2 separate regions of the Zea mays genome follow, and region 1 is linked to region 2. Evidence: chromatin contacts called from public Hi-C data. All regions are on one chromosome and are shown on one strand. Each heading gives the region's core, a stretch centred on a gene start, on an enhancer-like site or on the middle of the called end of the contact. The rest is flanking DNA. Distances are from core to core; before and after follow the strand shown. Region 1 holds the start of LOC100281562 (ubiquitin-protein ligase). Region 2 has its middle 56 kb from the start of LOC111589765.

Region 1 (6,791 bases), core at 1,894-4,393, 220 kb after region 2:
AATCTGGAATCATTTCAATGAAATTCTTGTTGAAGAAAAGGAGGATGACATGGTTATCAAGAAGCCAATGGCAGCATGCATATATTGTGATGATGTTCTTTCCGCGCCAAGCAACCAAGGTACCACACGCCTATGGAATCATTACTACTCATTTCATGATGAAGGCAGTGAAAAATCTAGCAGTAAAAAAATAACTTGGAAGTTTGATGAGGCTGCTAGTATTAGGAAATACTATCTTTCAATTATCATGCATGAGTATCCCATAAGCTACTGTGAACATGAGTATACAAATGATTTTATAAGGTCTTTGTGTCCAAATTTCCCAATAAAGGGTCGCAAGGGCAGCAGGACAAAGATAATGGATATATTTTATGATGAGAAGAAAATGTTGTACGATTACTTTGCCACTCTTAAATGTCGATTTAGTTGCACCATGGATGTATGGACTTCTAACCAGAATAAGGGGTATCTATGTGTGACTTGTCATTTTATTGATGGTGAATGGAAGCTACATAAAAGAATTATAAACTTTATGCATCTTGAAGGAAGGCATACAGGAGCTAATTTGAGTGCTGCATTTATGCAAAATATGGCCTCATGGAATCTAGATGAAAAATTGTTTGCATTGACATTAGATAATGCATCTTCAAATGATGTTTGCGTGGACACTATCATTTCAACTCTTAAGAATCAAGGCTCTATACATTGTGGTGGCAAGTTCTTTCATGTGCGATGTGCAGCTCATATTATTAACCTCATTGCTCGAGATGGTGTGAGCACAATTTTAGCTGTTATTGCAAACATCCGTGCATTGGTCGTTATTGTTAAGAGCTCACCATTGCAAGAAGAGACATTTTTAAAGCAAGCTGCTGACCTAGGTGTAACAGAAAGGGGCCTTTCTTTAGATGTGTCCACTAGATGGAATTCAACCTACTTAATGTTAGCAGACGCTCTTCACTTCAAAAAAGTGTTCCAAAGACTTGTTCTACTCTTTCCTGATAAATATGGTTCACATGCTCCTACAAGAGAAGAATGGGACAATGCTGCTGCATTGTGCAACTGTTTGGAGATATTTTATGAAGCCACTAAACTCCTCTCAGGGTCTCATTATCCAACAGCAAACTTATTCTTTTTAGAATTTTGTGAAATTAACCTCAAGATTATTGACTGGCTAAAAAGCAATGATAGTTTTGTTGCTTCTATGGCAAAATCAATGAAGGAAAAATTTGACAAGTATTGGGAGATGAGCAATACTGCTCTAGCTGTTGCATGCTTCTTAGATCCTCGGTACAAGATGAAAGTGGTCGAATTTTATTATTCTGAGATGTCAGAAGATTATGGATTTGATGACACATATGAATTCAAAAAGGTTCTTCAAAAGATTTATGATTCTTATGCCACTACATATGGTTCTTCTACAACCAACTGTGTCCAACAAACTGAAGGTAGAACTGTTAGAAATAGTAGAACTTCTCATTTCTTTATGGATTTAAATGAGGAGCCAAGGAGAAAAAGACTAAATTCATTTCTAAGGGACAACATGGAATTGGGCCAAGATCAAACTGAGCTAGAGCAATATAGCAAAGAACCATTGCTTAGTTGGAAAGATAGTGACCACTTTGACATATTGAGTTGGTGGAAGGCACATGGCACAAAGTATCCAAACCTTTCTCAAATGGCAAGGGACGTTTTGGCTATTCCAGCATCAACAGTAGCATCTGAATCTGCATTCAGTGCTGGAGGAAGAGTTGTTAACAAGTATCGTAGCCGTTTGGACCCTCAGGTGGTTGAGGCACTTATTTGCACCAAAGATTGGATTAGGGCTTCAAACAAAGGTATTTTCAGTGCCACATTTGTCACTACTGCATGCTGGTTTTCCCATTGCATGCATTACTCTCTGATGATATCCCCATGCGATTCTTGTATATTTATTTCAGACCCAAAAGATTTATTCTCAAACGTTGATGACTTAGCTGGTTCTGGTGTTAATGCTACACTCCAGGAAGATGGAGGTACAATATAATAACTATTTAGCTATACTTCATGCTGTTAGTTTAGTTGCACAATTTTTTTATACACATCATCATGTGTGTTGTAGGTGCTACTGATGCTGCTGAAAGCATTGTTGATGGTGACAACCTTGTTGATCTAGAAGAAAGATAGGGTTGTTCTTTCTTTAGGTGAGTCCTAATACTTTTTGAGTGTTTTCATTAGATAAATATTTCCACTTTGCTAGTATAATATTTTTTATCTAGTATAAAAAATATTGCAGAACATATTGTTGAAAATTCTCATCATTTCTTTAGGTGAGAGTGAGATGTGCTTGACTGCTTGGAGCTGGAACTTGCTGTTCTCCCACATGTTGAGTGCCTTCTATAGTGTTTCCAATGCTAGAATTGTGTTTTTCAATTTTGATTCACCTGCTGCTTATTTTGGGGCAGTGCTACTGCGGCTGGTGCTGTATTCATCGTGAGAGAAAAATACAGTAGTGTGTGGTAAAACTAGCAGCCAAATAGAATTATAATTTACAAGTGGTTGCTTTTGTATCCATCGTGAATGAGATGTACTTTAATGTGGGACTTTACATCAGTGGTTGCTGCTATTTAACTTTATCTCATTTTAACATGGTAGTTAGTTAGTTACGGTATGAAGTATGAAGCATTTATCACTCATGATTTATGTTTGTATTGATCAGAGAGTATATGTAGTACTTTGATTTTAGTTTGCCTTGGTTGTTGATGAACTCATAACAAATATTTTCTTTGTTATGATTGAATTATATGATGTTTGTAATGGATTTAACTATATAAACATCCGGGTGTGAATCCGTATTCGAGATATCCATTTTGTATTCGTATTCGATAACATTCGTATTCGTATTCGTATTCGAGTTAAAATATGGTAAATAGTGCTATCCGGATTCGTTTCCATCCGTATCCGACCGAAATCCATCCCTATATGCAGGAGCGGTTGGTGCTGTTCCAGTCTTATCCCAACAACTTCCGCCGCCATCGCAGGAACCGCCTGACTATCGCCTAACACGTGTCAGCACATCCACGTGGCATGATCCCAAGCCTCTGCCTTTGCCTCGCAACACGTGTGCCACCTCCTCTATAAATATCGGCTCTAGCGCTACGAATTACGGCTACCTCTAAACTTCTCTTCCTACTTTAACCGTTTAATGTGCCCCCTTCTTCCCGTTACGATTACCAGCGTCACCGCCAATGCCGCCGCCTCCACCAACGGGCGAACCGAAGCGCCGCCGGCTGCTATCCCTCATGGCAGTCTACCCATGCGAGAGCATCGCGCCGGCGCCTCTGTTCAGCTCGCTTCTCGCACTTGCGGCCGACTTGGCGAGCCAAGGGCTCGGCGCCGACGCCGGCGCCTTCCCTGTTCTCCGGCGCGGCTTACGGCAGGCAGTGCGGATTGCAGGCCTCCTCCTCGCGTTTCTGGAGGAGGTCCAAGACGTGTCAGTGACGAAGACGGCACCTCTGCCATCATCGGCGGTGCTGGGGCTCACGGAGCTGCACGTGGCCATGCAGAAGCTGCGGTTACTCCTCACGGACTGCGCGCGACGGGGCGCGCGGCTGTGGGTGCTCGTGAACGCCGGATTGGCCGCGTCTGAGCTCAGGGTGATTCTCGGGTCCGTCGCTGCGGCCATGGACGCGCTGCCGAAGGACGTCGTGGACGCGTCCGTGGAGGCCGGGGAGCTCGCGCGGCTCATGTCGGAGCATGCGTGGCGCGTGGCCGTGCGTCCGGACGCCAGTGACGAGCGCGCGGCGAGGAGCGTGCGGTCGATACTGGAGCAGTTCAAGAGCGGCGTCTCGCCGGACGCCGAGGACGCGAGGCGGGTGCTAGAGCACATCGGGGTTAGAAGCTGGACCGAGTGCTCCGAGGAGATTGCCTTCCTGGAGGACGAGCTGCGCACGCGGTTGGACGGCGCAGGCGGCGACAGCAGCAGCGACGCGGTGCTCATCAACAGCTTAATGGCAATCCTGGTGTACTGCCGTGTCGTGCTGTTCGACCAGACCGACGCGAATCCAAAAGCGGACGCGGCGTCACGGCCGGCGAGGTGCCCGGACTGGCTCAGACCGGAGATGTTGCAGTGCCCGATCGCGCTGGACCTCATGACGGACCCCGTGACTGTGTCTACTGGGCAGACGTACGACCGCGAGTCCATCACCCGGTGGATCAAGGCCGGATGCCACACGTGCCCGGTCACCGGCGAGCGGCTCCGCACCGCCGACGTCGTGCCGAACGCCGCGCTGCGCGGGATCATCGAGCGGATGCTGCTCAGCAACGGCGTCTCGCTTCCGGACCCAAGCAGCTCAGGGCACCGTCACGGCGCGCTCGGCAACACAGCCGTGCCATTCGGGCCGGCCGCCGCGGGCGCGGCCCGCCTCGCCGTCGCCTACGTCGTGGCCCAGCTCTCGATGGGCTCGACGGCGGAGCGCAGGAAGGCGACTTGCGAGGCCCGCAAGCTGTGCAAGCACAACATGTTCTACCGCGCGTGCCTCGTGGAGGCCAACGCCGTGCCGTGGCTGCTGTGCCTCCTGTCCTCGACGGACGCGTCCGTGCAGGACAATGCGGTGGCGTCACTCCTGAACCTGTCGAAGCACCCGCGGGGCCGGGCGGCGCTCTTCGAGGCCGGCGGCGTGGGGCTCGTGGTGGACGTGATTAACGTGGGCGCCAGGGCGGAGGCGCGGCAGAACGCGGCGGCCGTCCTGTTCTACCTGTCGTCGAACGCGGAGCACGCCGAGGAGATTGGGCGCATCCCGGAGGCCATCCCGACTCTGGTGCAGCTGATCCGCGATGGAGCGCACCGCGGGCGCAAGAACGCCATGGTCAGCCTCTACGGTCTGCTCCAGTGCGCGAGCAACCACGGCAAGGCCGTCGGGGCTGGCGCCGTGTCGGCTCTCGCGGGCCTCCTGTCCGGCGACCGGGACGACCTCGCCAGCGACGCCGTGACGCTGCTGGCGAGGCTCGCGGAGCAGCCGGCGGGCGCGCAGGCCGTGCTGGCGCGGCCGGGCCTGGTCGCCCGCGTCGTCGAGGCGCTCGCCACTTCGGCGTCCCGGTCGGGGAAGGACCACTGCGTGGCCCTGCTGGTCTCGCTGTGCCGGCACGGTGGGGACAAGGTGGTGGCCCTGCTGGGGAGGATGCCGGGGCTGATGTCGTCGCTGTACACGCTGGTGGCCGACGGCAGCCCGCAGACGTGCAAGCGGGCCAGGGCGCTGCTCAACCTGATCCACCGCCATTACGAGATGGACGGCCAGCAGCCGACGTCGGAGGTGCCCGGCGAGCGTGTCGTTCGCGTGCTATAGCCGCAGATTCCGGACCTGCCGTAAGTACAGTAAATAGGTGTAGATCTTTACGGTGTGCCATTTGAGACCATTTCTTGTTTTCTGTTCTCAGCTCGTGTTTTAGAAGAGCTGAGAACGATTTTTGCTGCTTCCGTTTTGAAGACTGCTGTAGTCACAGACACACACACAGACGCGAGAGTATAGATAAATATGTTTGCGAGCTTGAGACTTATAGCAGATAATGAAAGTGTGACAGCATGGGATTACTGTTTGCAACGCTTTCGTGTGTACATACCAGTGAAATGTTTTGGTTTGTGTTAGTAATGAGGGGATTTGAGTTAAAAATAAAACAACAGCTCACCGCCCGGCCATGCTTGGTTCGTTTTCAAAGCATGTCAAATTTAAACTTAACAGATCATCATTTTTTTTTCTGTTATTTTGGCTTGCTACCAAAATTTACTAACCTTTCATGTTTAGCTTACTAGACTATAGCAACCTTTTGTACTCAGATTTTACTTATTATTATTATTATTGACACGGCAAAATTTCCATGTGTTCTCAACAGTTTTGTTGGAAATTAAAGAACGTAAGCATGGTAAAGAACACTCAGTAGAGAACAAGGTGATGTACCATATAATTTTCATTACAACCACAAAGCCCGTCTAGCTCAGTTGGTAGAGCGCAAGGCTCTTAACTTTGTGGTCGTGGGTTCGAGTCCCACGGTGGGCGTTTTCTGTATTTTTTTGTTTTTATCGCTGTTTATTTCGTTCGTTCGCTTGTTCTCGTCCAGATTTTTTCTTTTTTGTCACTGATTTATTTGTCCGTCTAAATTAATTTCTCATCTATATTGTTTTCCGTTTCGTTTTTGTCACTAATTTATTTACAATTGGATCTATACCATTAAAAGATCCAAACTTTAGATATATACCATGGACCCTACATGTCATTGACTCATGTGGACCCACATGTAAGTGAGATAGTAATGGTATGGATCCAAAGTGGTGATCTTTTAATGGTATGGATCCAAATTCCCCTTTATTTATTCATCTAGATATTTTTCGTTTATCCGGAGCACAGCAGTGGCCTCAAGCCGTCAACACTTGTTTGCTCAGCTAACGTACTGTGGCCTGTGGGCGTTAATGATATTTCCTTTGAAAAACGTAAACGCTTCTGTCACTGACTTGTTTATCCGTCTAGATTATTTTTTCGTCTATCCCTCGGGCACAGCAGATGTGCAGCAGAGTCAACACCCCGCTGCCCTAGTTTTTGCTCAGCTGGCAACCTCACGCATAGCAGAGCTGCAGTGGAGTCCGGCCCCTGTACGCATCACAGGCAACCGATTCCTAACGCTAATCATACCTCATACCGCTGTTGCGCCCAGCACAGCAGCAGCAGCATCAACGCGGGCGACGTAAGTGCTACGATGACGACTAGTTGCTTCACACAACAGCGCTAGTCGGCAAGGCAACGAGCCCAGCCCAGCGCTGACAC
Region 2 (6,320 bases), core at 2,930-5,429:
CCTTTTCTTCGTGCCTCTCTCCCGAAGGCATCTTCTCGTTCTTGTCGGAGACTTCTCCTGACATCACTACAAGTTCTTAGCCTAATGAACCGCTGGGCTTTGATACCAATTAATAGGTGAAACCTGAAATTTTTACAACAACTAGAACCTCGGTTAGGCATTAGAATGAGAAGTCAAACGATCGAAGAGAGGGAGAGTTGTTCTTCTTGCTACATTTGTTCAAATGATTGCGAAATTACTTGAGGGGCTACTTAAATGATATAGAATCAAGCACAAGCAAGAGAACAAAGAGAAAGGGGGAGGAAGAAATAAATCACAATCAAGAATCAACACAAAGAACATGGGTGATTTGTTTCTTGAGGTTCGGTTCAGAAGAACCTACTCCCTATTGTGGAGACTAAGGACAGGTCTCTTTCATCCCTTTCCCTCTCTCAAATGGTTACTTAGATCGGTTGAGTGCTTCTTCTCAATCTCAAAGGACACCAAGTCCCCATAAGGATCACCACACAATTTGGTGTCTCATGCTAGCTTTACAAAGAGTAAGAATGGGGGTGGGATGAGAATGAAACACAATCAAGAGCACAAGAACTTGAAACAACTCAAATTAAATCTCTCACACAAGGCACTCTTCTAATTCTAGCTCAAATCGATTGGATGTGGCACTTGTGTGGCTTTGAATGCTTTTGGAAGAGTTGCAATCAATGTATGGATGTTAGATGTTGATCTTGTGTCTTAAATGTGCTGGTTGGGGGTGTATTTATAGCCCCAACCACCCCACATAGCTATTGTTGTGAAGTGGAGAAAATTGCACTTTACCGCATCGCACCGGACCATGCACAATGATGGTCCGGTGGTGCACCAGACCCCTATCAGAATGTACTAACAGAGAGCCATTCTAACGGGAGAAGTCTTGTCAGGGTCATTGGACTGATCCGACGTGCCACCGGACCTCTGCCATGTCAGCCTAGCCGTTGGAGTAAATGACGATTGTTGCTCTGTTAGACAGTCCAGTGCACCACCAAACTAGGTCGGTGTGCCAACCCCTCTTCGGCCGAAAAACATCCTCTCTAGTAAACTAGTCCATTGACACACCGGACCAGTTTGGTGCTCCTCTGCCCAGACCAACTTTGTTAGACTTGTCCATTTCTTCTTCAATTGTGTTTGGGTACACATGAGGTTGGTCCTATGACTTAGACAAATATATCTAGTGACTTTCCAATCAATCTAAGTCATGAAACATAGTTGTTTTAATTTCTTCAACTCATATTCCTTCTCTACCTCAAATTGGCTCCAAAAGATTGAATTGTTGAAACTGAGCTATCCAACCACTTTAGAGGAATCAAATATGTTCCTAGGGGTGTTTAGAACTTATCCAAGGTATAGAACTATTGTGAGTTCTTCTATTCCAAGTAATTACCCTCTAAGGCTCGATTTGAGTTGTTTTCTGACTAAGAAGCATATATATTGATCTTATGAACCCATGACATACTTTTCAAACCAGTTAGTCCAAATGCTTGTGATGGTCATCAACCACCAAAACAAGTGTAGAAATGGATTAAGCCCCATTTTTTTCACAAGTACGAGGCCTTGTCAATCACGAGTATTAGCAACTGATATTGAAAGGGGATCTTTTGAGAGTTTTGATCAAAACAAAGTTTGATTTGTAAAATCCAAGGTTTTGACTTAAAAGTTAGAAAAATGAGTTCGATTGCAAAATTCAAAACGAGTGGTGGCTAAATGATCCAAATATGCCAAATTATTTTCTATACCTATTAGATTTAGTTCATTGAATTGAATTTCTTTGGATAATTCAAATTTGAACTGCAAGTCACTCAAATAATAGAAAACAATAATTGCAAAAATGATATTCATGTTATTGAGCACAAGTTCAGGCCTTGTTTAGGAACAGATCAGAAATTTTGAACATCATGATCGTGAAACATGACCGAGAAGTTGTGATCCAGTTGCTTTAAAATTGTATTAAACACAAACAAAATCGTTAGAAAATCATGAAACTTGTTGAGATGTCATGATATCATATGTAAAATGTGATTAAAAAAATTGACAGCGTTTCGTGAAAGCTGTCACGTACAATGTATACAAACCTAGCCGGCTTTTATAGAAGTTTCATGATTTCATGTGAAGGTCGGCTAGGTTTGTACATATAGTACGTGACAACTTTCACAAAACGCTGTCAAATTTTTATCACATCTTATACATATGATATCATGGCGGCAGGGACTGTTGAGTACGACTTACACTCTTTCGTGGCCTATTCCTTCGACCACTACTCTGTCACCCCCGATACAGTAGATCGGGACGATAGGGAATTCAACAACAAGGTGAAGCTGGTGAAGCAGGTAGTCTTTCTTACACTATATTGTTTAATATGTCACATTTGTTACACATTATTGAAATAATGTATAGATACATCGTGTTTGTATGCAGAATTTCTTCAGATGCGTGGATGGATGTGGTGGCTACCATGTGCTATAAGAAGCTCGTCATGGACATGCAGTATAAGGCGCGCATCCAGGCCATCATAACTTTCCACACATCTGTCCTTGGAGAGAAGGTGAGTAAAAAGGACGCTAAAACCATGTCATTGACTTGGGACCAGTACTTGCAGGTAAATATAGAGCATTAATATTGATATTAAATATGTTTAGTTTTATCTTCTGATATATCATGTACTTGATTTCCTGTAGATAATTCCTTATTAGTGCGTCGAGCATCCTAAGTGATGGAATAAGATGATGCAAAGGTGGTGCTCCAACAAGTGGGACGAGAGACACAATGCTTGTTGGGACAGGTGTTTGATGATGCAAGGTGCCTCCCACCACCAAGGCGGTCGTAGCCTCACCAAATATGCAGAAGCATGGGTACACAATTTCTTTTATTCAGTCTAACTTTTGATTATGTATGATTTCTAACCATCTCGGTGGTTTTCTCACGGTCAGCGTCACATGGTGGCCAGCCTTGCTCCATCTTCTCAGCGTATGCTATGGCCCACAAGGTCAAGGCGACGTCCGACTTCACCAACAACCTGGAGGACGAACCTAAGGCGTACAACAACCCCATCGTCCACAGTCACCTCAGTGAGTACACTATCGTGTCAAAGGAGGTCCATGGACTAGAAGACGATCCGAGGACCGAGATGTTTCATTACATGCAGAGCTATGGCGTCGCATCAGATTTTGTTCTACCACCTCTGTGTTCCCTACAGCTGAACCTCCTTAGTTTTTTACTCCTAGGAGTATGAAAATTTTAGTCGTGTATGATATATATTCATCTGGTCTCACACATGAAATCTCTTCTCTGTGCAGAATCAATCGGCAACATCAAACAACCCTCATGCATCGCCCAACCTTTCTTCGAACTAGTCAAACTGGCCACCTCGCTGATTTTCTTCTGAACTTAGTTGTGAGACTTGTTTATGGCATACATTGGGTGTTTGTGGACTTATTTCTGTGAGTACTTGTGAGTTTTGTTAACTATTTTGTGATACATGTGGCTTTTGTGATCTTTGTGAAGAAACTTGTGATCTTTGTGGTCTTTGTGAGATATGTGGTGTCTATGATGTATGTGATGATTCTATAATATTTATGATATATATGTAATAGTTTTGTGATATATCTTTTGTTTGTTTAAATGGAATAATAAAAACAAATAAAAATGAGGTCTCTGGTCACTTTGTCGAGTATCGCACTCGGCAAAGGGTGCCTTTTTGAGTGCAATGATCAGAATACTCAGCAAAGAAAGCACACATGAGAACCGGTAAAGCTTCTTTGTCGATAAACTGTTCATCAAGTCCTCTTTACCAAGTGTTATCGATGCTTTGTTGAGTGACTGCACCACTCGGGAAAGAACTCTGCTCCAAAAGTGATTTGAATGGATATCAACATCTTAAATATTCAACTTCGAGTATACGGATACGTATCGAATATTGAATACCTAGACTCGATACGGATCGAATCTCAGCATTTTTAAACGAGAATCGCATTCAAATGCAGATAGATAATAATGTCTGTATCGCTTTACCTCTCTAGATTTAACGTGCTCGAGGGGGAAGGAACTCAGGAAGAGAATAATCACGTGACTGGTCTAGTTCGACGCAAAGTATGGCTGTTATCTATTGGGCCTGAGTTAATCGAACAACTATTGAATCCTCCATCCGGCCATTGAGCCCAACTAGCCAACCCGTAGCCACTAACCCAATCCATGAATCGCTGCAACGGTCACTGACCTGGAACATTATTTAAGGCATACAGTTTGATATTAGTAGGATGTCAAAATACCTGCTAACGAAACTCTACAGACATTATGTATGACTTCAATGGATTGTCAGCTACGCAGTTATATTATTCAAATACAAACAAAATTGCAAGGCTGTGAAGATTATTTCTTCTAACTTATCTTTATGCAATGTTGTACTCTATTTTCTTTTCTCTATATATGCATGTTTTTTTTGTTTTTGCAAAACAGTATCATTAAAGTTTTAATCAAACAATATGCATATAAATATATATCATATATATGCTTGATTAGATAGCGGTTTTTTTTGTCAGACCCAAGTTATTTTAGTGGACTGTATCATACTCAAATTAGATATGACCATAATAGCTTAGGGATGATTTGGTGGGAGAGTAATTAGAGAAGATTTATGAGGAGGAATTTTCTTACTATTCAAATTTTGAATAACAATAAAATTCCTCCCCTGTGGATCCACTCAAATTCCCCTTCCACCAAACCAGGGCTAGTTTGGAAGCGAGAAAACCAGAGTGAATTGAAGTCTAAAATCTCCGTCTTATTCAAAATTTAATAAAAGAGAGATTTTATCCCTCTAATCCCCTCTGTTTTTTTATCCTAAACTAGTCCTTATCGTGCAGGCTATCTAGGTGGAAGTTATATAGCCATCTATACGGATCTCTATAAACATTCTATACGACTTCAATGCATTATCACCTATGCAGACGATGCCACTTATATTATTCAAATACAAACCGACTTCGAAGTTTCAAGTGAAGATTATTTCTTTTAACTTAGTCTTTATATAATGTTGTGCTCAGTTTTCCTATATGTTTTTTCTCACAAAATATATCATTAGTGTTTTAATCAAGCAATATGTAAATAAATATATATATCATACCTAATATTTCCCCATCACGGTTTCCAAGAGGGTTCAGGACATGATATACTCCCTCCACAGTTCTAAATTAGAAGTCGTTTTGGACAAGGTTTGAGTCAAAGTTATAAAACTTTGACTACAAATAACTATTTTGTTATTTAGTTTTAAAATCTAATAATCATGTGTATCTATTTATCTTAAAAAGTTTTTTTTACAAAAATATATCTCTCCTACTCCTTAAAAGATTAGTGTAGACGTCCACAACACTTGGTGCACGGTTCTGCCATCGCACCCGTACGCGATCTCAGCCGAGGATCCCACCCTCCTCCCCCACGCAGAATCCGCCGCGAGGTCTCCGCCGCCCTAACCACACCCTTCCATCCATGATTCTTGCAGACGCGTCCTCTGCCCCAAAATCTCGTCGACGTGGCTATGGTGAGCATGCCTTCTCGAACCTGGGGTTTTGACCCCTCGCCCGGCTGCAGTGGTGCCGTGCTCCCCAGATCTACCGCGCGCGCGTGCCCGGATCTGGCCCGACGAACAACGGATCCCTCTCGCGTGCGCAGCGCCGACACGAGGTCCTCCTTGGGCAGCAGCAGGGGCTGCTCCAGGAACCGCACGTCCTCCAGGTTGCAGTCCGCCTCGGCCTCCGCGAAGTAGACGCCGTCGGTGGTGCAGCGGATGGCGGGGCGCCCTGGCTGCTCCCCATCCATGATGCGCCCCGCCAGCGGGTAGAAAAAGGCCAGCGCCTTGGCCAATGCCGCCCGGATCACGGCCGGGGCCTCGCCCGCGCCCAACAAGCGGCAGCGTCTCCTCACGGCCAGGTACCCACGCCAGCTCTGCCGCGTCTCCTCAGGCGTCGCCGAAGCCGGCTTCACGGGGCCCTCCGAGATCCGCGTCACCTTGAACCCCGCCATGCCCGACGACCGGCTTCACCGTGCCCCCGCCCGACCCCGCGACGCAGTCCCCAGGTCCCTCCGCTCCTCGAAAACCTCTCCCTCCCCCCGCCTCGCGTTCGGTGTCCCGTCGTCCCGGTGCGCCGTTGACGATGTCACACATAGGTGCAGATGAGCCATCTCCTGCACACACTACCCCTCCCCTCCATCCTCCGATCTAACTTCTCGACCGTCGAAGACCCTGCCAGCTCTGCCGCAGCTAACCCTAATGAGTGATCGTTCAACGCTGTTGTGGC

The links. A called contact is a pair of places that touch in the nucleus more often than the background predicts.
Region 1: a Hi-C map of leaf shows a contact between it and region 2, with 5 times the contacts expected there. The contact joins the promoter of LOC100281562 here to the enhancer-like site in region 2. A contact is called at or near these places in 2 of 25 Hi-C or Micro-C datasets (ear and leaf).

The regions. Positions count from the first base shown.
Region 1 is chr7:108,552,427-108,559,217 of Zm-B73-REFERENCE-NAM-5.0, forward strand. LOC100281562 (ubiquitin-protein ligase) reads left to right here and starts at 3,144. Exons shown (of 1, transcript NM_001154481.2): 1 at 3,144-5,659. The coding sequence starts at 3,225. The coding sequence ends at 5,321. It overlaps TRNAK-CUU (transfer RNA lysine (anticodon CUU)), which reads left to right and starts at 5,957; the gene lies at 5,957-6,029.
Region 2 is chr7:108,334,377-108,340,696 of Zm-B73-REFERENCE-NAM-5.0, forward strand. No RefSeq gene overlaps it. Among protein-coding and RNA genes, the nearest start is that of LOC111589765, 56 kb to the right of the region's middle. Within about 2 kb of position 4,180, at least 5 of the 20 cell types and tissues checked have an H3K27ac peak or open chromatin away from gene starts, as enhancers often do. A contact at or near this core is called in leaf, where this site is marked.